2 separate regions of the Hordeum vulgare genome follow, and region 2 is linked to region 1. A link is a contact called in public Hi-C data. All regions are on one chromosome and are shown on one strand. The core of a region is the stretch at or near the end of the contact, and the rest is flanking DNA. Distances in the headings are between cores, read along the strand shown. Region 1 holds the start of LOC123442466 (heavy metal-associated isoprenylated plant protein 32-like). Region 2 has its middle 6.8 kb from the start of TRNAL-CAA.

Region 1 (4,726 bases), core at 660-3,159:
GCCGCCGCCTGTGTAGGCCTGTATGCCAGGAGGAGCACCGCCCGTCCCCAGGCCATGGTTCATGCCCATGAGGCCACCGATGCCGCCGCCGGCGTTCTTCTGAGCGCCATTCCCCATCTTGGCATTCGCCGCAGCCGCGCCCATGTTCATCTTCTGGTTCTGGTTGTTGTTCTGATGGTGGTTGTTCCCTGCCGGGGCACCTTTCTTGCCGCCGGCATTGGCGGCATTGCTGCCGTTCTTGTTCTTGGCATTGACCGCCGCGGCGGCCTCGGCGCGCTGCCTGAGGATGCCGAGCTGGCTCATCTTGTCCCCGAGGAAGCGGAGGTCGTCCTCGTACTCATCGTCGAACTCGTCATCGTCTTCATCATCCTCATCATCGTACATATCGTCGTCGTCGTCCGAGCTCAGGTCAGGGAGCTGGTGCTTGCCGTGCTGGCTCTTGAAGGCCTTGAGGCCCTGCATGAGGCTCCCCATTCCGCCGCCGCCGCCGCCATGCTTGCCCTGCTCCTTCTGGCCGCCATTGCCCTTGTTGCCGCCGCCGCCATCCTTGCTTACATTGACAGCCTGCTTCTGCTGCTGCTGCTGCTGCTGCTTCTGCTGGTTGTTGTTGCCGCCCTTGTGGCCCTGGTTGCTGTTGTTGCTGCCGCCCTTGTGATGCGACCACAGCTCTGCGTGCTTGCCCCCTCTGGTGAGCTTCCTGATGAGCGCCTCGGAGTCCACGCTGCCGGTCACCGTGACCTTGTGGTTGTCCACATCGATGGCCACCGAGTAGACACCTACAACAACACACCCACACACACGCAGGGAAGCAGAGGGAGAGGGTTCACAGGTTGCTCGTGAGCCATGGTAAAAATTACGACAAAGTAGTACTGGTGACCAATGAAGCATGTTTTGGCTTGTGCATCCATCTGTCATTTCCTATCGGCCGTTTGTGAGATTCGACACAGCAATCACCCCAGCCACATACAACATGGGGGAAGGTGAGCTTGGGCCTGTTCATTACTGGTACTAACTCTCAACTAAGCTCAAGTTTTACTTGGTTTGGCCTGAGCATTTTAATTAGCATGGCAGTGACGCATGAAAAGCAGGGGTTTCTTGTCGTGTAAGCGCATTTGGCAAGACTCGTGGGGGTGCTGCTCCAAGTTTGAGTTGCAAGTGGGCAGGCAAAGCCCCAGCCCTTTATTAACAGGCAGAAGAGATTCTTTGTGTCAAGGAAAATAAAAAGAGGTGTAACAAGAAGAAGAAGAAGAAGAAGTAGCAGCAGCCACCAGCAGCAGCTTAGACCGCTGGCTGGAATGGCGCATGTGCGGCAGGGAGGGAGGGAGGAACCAAGGGAAAGAAGATGCAGAGGAGGATTGGAGTGGAAGGTGATGGATGGTGGTACGTACCTTCGATCTTCTGGAGCAGCTTCTTGACCTTGTGCTTGCAGCCGTCGCAGTGTATGTTCACCCTCAGGACATGGGTCTGCAGGAAAGAAGAAGAAGAAGAAGAAGAGTTTATGATCTCTCTCTCTCTCAACTCAACTCAAGCACCAGCGCACCAAGGAAGAAGAGGAGTTGTTGAGCTCCCCACAAATCCACACACCACACCACAGAGAAAAGAAAGAAGGAAAGAGGCAGAGGGAGGTACCTGGATCTTGACCAGCTTGAAATCCTCGTCTTTGGTCATCTCTTGTGCAGAGCCGCCACTGTTTGCAAGCTTTCTCTGTGAGGAGAGGATGGAGGAAGAGATGGTGTGTGTGTGTGTGTGTGCGGGAGCCAAAGCTCAAGCAGGGAGGGAGGGGCAGTGGCTAGTGGGGGAGTGGGGAAGTGATGGTGCTGGCGTTGGCTCTTGTACCGTTGCTGGAGGAGAAGAAGCCACCCCTCCTCCTTCCCTGCATTTAAGAATGTGCCGTTCGGTTCCACTCCAACTTCTTCCTCCACTCTTCTTTTATAATCTCACTCACTGCCCCTCCCTCCCTCCCACATGGCTGCCCCCACCGCTCTAGTAAAATCTATCTATATTACTCCCTCCGTCTCTAAATATAAGACATTTTAAAGATTATACTATGAACTATATACGGATTTATATAGACATATTTTAGAGTATAGATTCACTCATTTTGGTTTGTATGTAGTCTATATATTGTAATCTCTAGAAGGTGTTATATTTAGGAACGGAGGGAGTATTATGCGAGGTTTGTACCGCACGGTTACAGTTACAGTTACACACGGCCTCTCCCATTGTCTCTTGTCCCTCCCTCTCTCTCTCTCACACACACACACGCCTGGTAAAAATTATATGCTGTCTCGTTGCTAGGATGGTGTGGTCTGGTCTCTGGTGGGGTGAAATAATATCTCTTCTTTTGTAGCCTCTCCAGGAGCTTGTCTAAAGAGGCCGGCCGAGTGGGGGAGAAGAGGCTTCGGAGTTTGGAATTGGCGGGTTGGAAAATATGGTTTGTACTTTCTTCGTCTTAAAACACAAGTTTTTTTTAGATATTGCATTATGAATTATATGCAGATGTAAATAAACATATTTCAAAATATATATTCCTTCTGTCCAGAATTTCTTGTCGTATAAATAGATAGAAATGAATGTATCTGGGACTAAAATAAATCTGGATACATTCATTCCTACGACAAGTATTTCTGGACGGAGGGTTATTTCATTGCTTCGTATGTAGTACATAATTAAATCTTAGGAAAAAAACTTATATTTAGAAAACGGATGAAGTATGTACCACCGTGAAATTGTGAAGGGCACCACGGTCCGGCGCGCTAATGGCCGTGGTACGTGGGTGTGTATTGTTGTACACATGTATGCAAGCACTCCAGTAGTGGCTGACTGGCTGCTGCTGCTACTGCTGCTAGCTGGTGAAGAACGTGTTGCAGGCCCAGCATGTTACGTACCAGCTTGATGGTCTGCTACATACCACTAGTTGGCTGGCTGGCTGGCCGGCCGTGTGCCAAGCCTTTGTTAGTTATTTGATTATTAGGGTACGGTGTTAGTGGACTTACTATGATTAGGGTGGCACTTTACAGTGCTTGAGGGATGGTTGGTGTAAAGTATAAACCGAATTGGTCGGGGCCAGTTTAATCAGCCACTAATGTACGGTTATCGTCGTCCCTTCTTCTCTTTTGTTGTGGATGGGAAAGATTCATGGTACCATAAAGGTGTCACTTTTTATTCATAGATAGTTGTAGAGGACTTGAAACATCTGGTTTAGTTGGTGAGCAACCACACTTTTGGAGCCTAGATGCTGCCTCCTCCTGCTGCTGCTGCTGCTACCGTTAATTAGAGTGCCAGTCCAACATTTGTAACAAAATGCAGAATACGTTATATCGTACGGATATTAGTGATGATCATATTTTCGAACCCAATGGCCACGTTCGCCGGAAGGGATGGCATGCATATGCGAACGTTTTCACGGCAGATTCTTCGCGACGCACATGGCGATTCCTTCTGAATCACACTGCAATCTCTGGCAACAAATTAAAGGGATTTTGGTGTGCAACAAATTCACCACGGATCAATGGAAAATGAGGTCGTCTCGGCACACAAAATGTGCCATCTTACGTACTGACTGCCATTTTTGGTGCCGAAGCAATAGGTAGTAGGCAATGTACCGGGTCGACGGATCACTAACTTGGGCCCACATGCCGGCCTCGCAACAGTAGGAGCACAGGGCGCGCGGCGAGCTTGGTGAGAGCCACTGTGTATGCATACCTCTGCATGGAGGCGCAAGCAAGGAGGAACGGAGGCAGCACAGAGGAGGGCAGCCGGTTGCAATTGCAGCAGTAGTAGTAGATGTACTGGCATGGCAAAGGGAGGAGGAAAGGCAACAGCGACGTGACGACGGACGGACGGCCCCTTCACTTCACCTAGCTGCTGCTGCTGCTGCTGCTGCTGCGGTGCTCCCAAGTTTGCACTCTCCAGTAGCGTCTGCTCCTGCTGCTGCCGCTGCTCAAAGATCTTACTCCACGCAAGCGTGCTGCGCCATGGAAGATACTACCACTGTGGTGGTGTAGTCTGTAGTGTGTAGCTAGCGAGCTAGGATCCGGAGTTCATGGCTGCTGCTGCTGCTACCACTAGTCATCTGCTGCTCTTGATCAAGTTGTTTTTCTCTCCTCAACATCTTTTTTACATTCCACAAACAGATGAAATGAATGCCGGACGTGTCTGTCTGCAACAAGAGGAGCTGCACCCTGTGAAATGCGTGTGCGTGGCAAGGCAGTGGCCGGAGCCGTGGAGCGAGCATGGACGTGTCATCCGTGCCTGCTGCCGCGGCGTTCCGGCACTGTTGCCGCTGCTGCTGCGCGCGCGCAGAGTGGGGGTGGGGTTCGGCGACCCAAACTCTTTGATGATCCTGCCGATTAAAACCTCTGATGCACCCCCCCTGCAGGCCTGCCCCCTCCAACGGGTAAAAGAGGCGTGTCACTGTTTGGCCGTGTCCTCCTCCTCCTCATCCTCTGCACAGTCCTATGATGGAGGCGTTGATGTTAGGCAAAGTCGACAAAAATGATCCCTGGGGCGAAAGAAATCACAGAGTGACCTCTCGGGGGAAATATTTCACCGGCCTGACCCTTTTGTGTGGCGCCCGACACCTAGGCGCCACACTACACTGTGTGACGCCTAGCCGTTCGGCGTCACACCCCCCGACCACCTGACAGGGAGGGGCCCACCCCCCAGGTCGTGTGACGCCTAAGCCTCAAGCGTCACACATTGTAATGTGTGGCGTCGAACGCTT
Region 2 (4,726 bases), core at 884-3,383, 170 kb after region 1:
CCTATATTAAAATAACACCGCGTCAAATCTCAACCCAATCAGAGAAAGTTTTACGCACACTTTAAAAACATGGTTTCGACGGTGCCACGGGTGCGTGCGTGTGTGGTCGGACTCAGAACGGACAACGACGAGAACCGGCAACTACTAGCGGATGCAAGTTTTGAAAACTGGCGGCAACGGAGATGCCGATGCAATGCAGACGATGCGAATGATGCGATGATGATGCGACAAAAGAAAATAGACACACGTCGAAAACGGAAAGAAAGGAAAATCTTCTGGAACGTCGGCATCGGGCTGTTACAGTTGGGGAGGTGGACGTCGCTCCACGGAACCGACGTCCTCGTCTCCCAGTAGCTTGCGGACGTGGTTCCAGAGCCCCATGGCTGCGAGGTGGCCGACCGGCGAGTTCGAGGAGGCTAGGGTTTGGCTGTCGGGTTTCGAGGAGGCCACGGGGTGGCGATGGGAAGTGTGGACGATGACCGGTCCACGGCTTCCCCATTTAAGAAGGACCGCGACCGCGGGCACGGCCGCTCGTGCGCATTGATGTGGGCGGGTGGGAGGTAGGTGGCCGCGTGCCACGCGGCCCCGGCGCGGACGAGCGAGTGTCCGTTTGATGTCCGTCGCGACCCAAACCCCGCGCAAGTTTGTGCTCGAAATGTGTCGTCCCGAACACAAAACGGAAAAGATGGGTCCGAGCTGTCTCGCGCTGGGCCGACCTGCTTGTTCCTTTCACGCCAAACGGACGGGGCCGGCCAGAATAGGGTCGTCCGATGGAGTTGGCCTGAAGTCGAGACTCTCGTTATTGACAAGCACATGGGTGCCTTTTCTGATAGATATTGATGTTGCGTGTGCTAATACTCTCTTCGTAAACTAAAGCTGGTCATAGTGGGAAGTATCATATTGTAGTATCATGCATATGATACTATTGTATGATACTACCTTTATAATGCATAGTATCATAAACTAGTAGCATAGATGACCTTATTTATTGGCATGCATGACACATAGTGGCATAACATTTAACATGTTATGGTATCTACCTATGTTATTCTAACCTTCTTCTTTTTTTAATTATCTGCCACATCAGCATGTTTGCTAGTCCCAAGTATATGTTACCACCTAAGTTACTCCTACTATAACCAGCCTAATATAAAAATATTTAAAACACTCCAGAGGGAGTAGTATTTACTGAAGCATAAGATAGTTGGCGGTAACAAACTGACAAAGCTTCATCTCTGTTGTTGGTTGGCTTTGCAGATTCCGTCCATCTGCTGCTGGTGCTCCAGAACACGACTGCATCGTTTTAATATCTCACTGGACTTCTCGCTCGCCTAGCAATTCGACATGGAAGGAGGGTGGAGTGTCCAAGCAGATTGATCAGAGATCAGAGGGAGAAAAGGAAGCAAGCGAAGCAGTGTGCATCTGTCCTGTTGAGAAAACCAAACAGTGTAGCCTACCTACCGGGAGGCACGTAGGTATAGAATTTATATCTGGCGGTCCATTGCTGCAGCTCTGTCCATGGTGTAGTCCATGCCTGCCGTTCAAGATCTCAAGTAGATGTGATGGATTTGTAAAGGCGTTTCAGGGAGTAGTACGTGCTTGGATTTTGGATATCTATCTATCTATGCAACTCCCGGTTTTGGCGTGATGGGATGTGTTTCTCACTCGGAGAGCATGCATGGTTCTCGCTTGACGTACAACCTCGGATTTGCTCATGTTCTTCATGCTTGCAATGGTCGTTGTCGTCCCGAATTAATCCATTAGTATGTTGTACTATGATCCTGCTGTCTTGTGCTAACAGATTAGCATGCATGCATGGATCCGTGCGTGCGTGCGGTCAGGATTAGGAGACTACGTACGTGCACCTCTGAATAAGGCAGGCGCCCCAAAACGTCCGGCTGTGTCTGTTTAAACCTAAACGGGCGGTTCAACGCGCAGCCGGATCAGTATTTATTGTTCGTTTCATGGTCGGGTTGCTGTATTTTTAAAGCAAAAAAATTATCCTGTTTTGCGTCCAGACGGACAGCGAATGAATGTGCCCGTCGAAAGCCGTGAGGATGCATGGCGGGCGTACACCTACGTTCGATCGTCCAAATTAACTGCGCGTGCATGGGCAGCCCGAGCTGCCAGTCTACCAGCCACACGGTTGTCGTCTTTCTAATGTGGACCGGTAGTCCGTAGTTCCTATTCCTCACCTCACTTTGTCCTCATCTTGCCTCCCCGAACCCCCGCATGAGCAAACCCTAGCCCTCGTTCCTCCTCCTCCTCCTTCTCCTCGCGCGGGTGGCCTTGGGGAAGCGGCTGCTCTTCGAAAAGGGAAAGCACGACCACGAGGCTGACTCCTCCTTCGGCCGCCGTAGCTCATCGCCGGTACTGGGAGCATAGTTTTAAATAGCCGGCTATAGCCCCGCTATAGCCTTTCTATCAGGATGCCGCTAAATGATATCATGTACAAATAAGCCGTTATAGCCCGCTATAGCTGATTTACATGTCCGCCGCTATTTTTCATAGCCCGCTATTTAAAACATTGACTGGGAGACGGCGATGCCGCTCCCGTGGACATATGTCCACCTCCCGAACAACTAGCACCTGACTGCAGACAGGGTGCCCATCCCGTCAATCCCGACGAGCGGTCACGCCCGTCGTGAGGAGATCGAGCGACGCCGCCGTCGCCTGCCGCCAGATCTCATCTACGACCACAGGTACACGGTGAATTCACCACCTTGGGATACATGGCTTCGCGATGAGCACGATCTTCGGTGGCTATCCTTTTTTGCAGGTCGGCATCCGAGCCCGCTTCGGCCACGCCCTCCCGTAGAGCGTGCGCTCCCAGTCCGCCCCAGGTACGCGGGCACACGCATGTGCGCGGGCTCACTCCGACGCTGTCCCCCTCCCCCTCCCCGCCGCCACCACCTCCCATTACCGACGATGTGGAGCCTGAGCTCATCAGGCATGTCATGAAAGACTCCATGAACACCCACGATGAACGTCAGTTGCCGGGCCTCGAGACACACCTAGCCCTCTCTGTGGCCGGCGATGTCGCTATCCTGCAGTTCGAGATGGCCATCAAGGAGGAGGTGCGGGAGGAGGAGCTCATCAAGGAGCCGCCATAACCGTGTGGAACCCGCGGCTTGTGGGCCAGCGCTGGATGTGGTCATCCACGACGGGTGAGATTTCAGACTGGGTGGGTATGGAGCCATGGACACCCACGCCGCCACGGTCACCGGACCATTCTCCGCCCCATGCAGCCACCGCATGCGCCACCGGCCCACCTCTGGCAGCCACCACCATACGATTGACCACACCATGAACGACGACGCCTCAAGACAACGACGATATCCAAGACAACCACGACGATGACATCTACTATTTTTAAAGTTTTTTTATCCTTTATGTTACGTTTAAACGTACACCCATGACTTCTTAAATTTGTGTTAATGTTTAATTATGTTTATATGTGTGTTTTTTAATCTCTGTGTCCGTCTTTACAACAAATCATACGAATGCGACCGACATTTTACGATGTGGATGTGGCCGTGCGTTGGTTACACTAACCGGTCCAATAAAAAAACCGGACACAGGTGTCCAGATTAACGGCCCAAACAGATGAAATCCGGAAAAACCAAACCTCTCGGATTGGCGTTGGAGTTAACCTAGTGTCTCTCGTTGAGTGGTCATATCTGGAGGCGTGTACAATGGATTTTTATACAGTCATGGATCGAGCCTGCCATCAAAACGTACGTAAGTGTGTGCGTAGCCGTGTAGTATTTGCAAGGAAAAAGTCCAAAACAACCTTGAAGTCATAGACGAAAGCTAAATCAATCCTTAAACTTTGAATCCCTGAAATTGGCACTCCGAACTTGTAATCCCGGTCTTTTTTAAACCCTAGGCCCGTTTGGCACACCGGGATTCTGGCAATACCACAATCCCGATCGGGATAACCTGCTAGGCTGCTACTCTCATAGACAGAAATTGGACCGGTCACTAACAATTTTTTTTTACGAAGTTTAAAGAAAGTTCGCACATTTTTAAAATTGTTCAGAAGTTAAAAATATTTATGTTTTCTATTTTTGTCACAAATTCTATGTCTTTTTTGTTTCAAAAAAATGTTTGGTTTTTTTAATTCTATTCGTATTTTTAATTCTATTCATATTTTTAGTTCTATTCGTATTTTTAATTCTATTCGTATTTTTAGTTCTATTCATATTTTTAATTCTATTTGTATTGGTCCAACATGCATTTTATAAATTTGTAGGAGAATAATCCTAGCGCCAAACATTCAACGTTTATTGTTATTTATACCTCAAAAAAATATCAATTTTATAAAATGTTTATTGTTATTTATAAAATATAAAATATTTATTTAGAAAAATATTACCATGTATATTTTTTGTAAGATGTACTTTTAAAATGTACATAATGTGTTGAAAATATTGGAAGTTTATCAAAAAATATACATATGTGTGTTAAAAAATATTGGAAGTTTAGCAAAAAAGAAAATGAAAAAACAAAAAAAACCCGGAGCAGAGGGTGCGCGCGTGCGCAACTGCGCTAATGGGCCCAACCCAATTCAGCAAATCCCGGCTAAGTTCTGTCAAGGTTTAAAATAGACCAGGATCAGTGAGTTCGGTGTGCCGATTTCAGGGATTTAAAGTTTAGGGTTTGGTTTATGTTTCGTCTACAAGTTTAAGGTTTGTTTTAGACTTTTTCCGTATTTGCAATGTCC

Evidence for each region. Hi-C and Micro-C count contacts between places; a contact is called where the count stands out from the background.
Region 2: a Hi-C map of seedling shows a contact between it and region 1, with 1.7 times the contacts expected there. The contact joins the enhancer-like site here to the promoter of LOC123442466 in region 1. A contact is called at or near these places in 2 of 6 Hi-C or Micro-C datasets (leaf and seedling).

Annotation. Positions count from the first base shown.
Region 1 is chr3H:9,271,656-9,276,381 of MorexV3_pseudomolecules_assembly, forward strand. LOC123442466 (heavy metal-associated isoprenylated plant protein 32-like) reads right to left here and starts at 1,910. Exons shown (of 3, transcript XM_045118514.1): 1 at 1,630-1,910; 2 at 1,389-1,464; 3 at 1-776. The coding sequence starts at 1,668.
Region 2 is chr3H:9,437,633-9,442,358 of MorexV3_pseudomolecules_assembly, forward strand. No RefSeq gene overlaps it. Among protein-coding and RNA genes, the nearest start is that of TRNAL-CAA, 6.8 kb to the left of the region's middle. Within about 2 kb of position 2,134, at least 2 of the 3 cell types and tissues checked have open chromatin away from gene starts, as enhancers often do. A contact at or near this core is called in seedling, where this site is marked.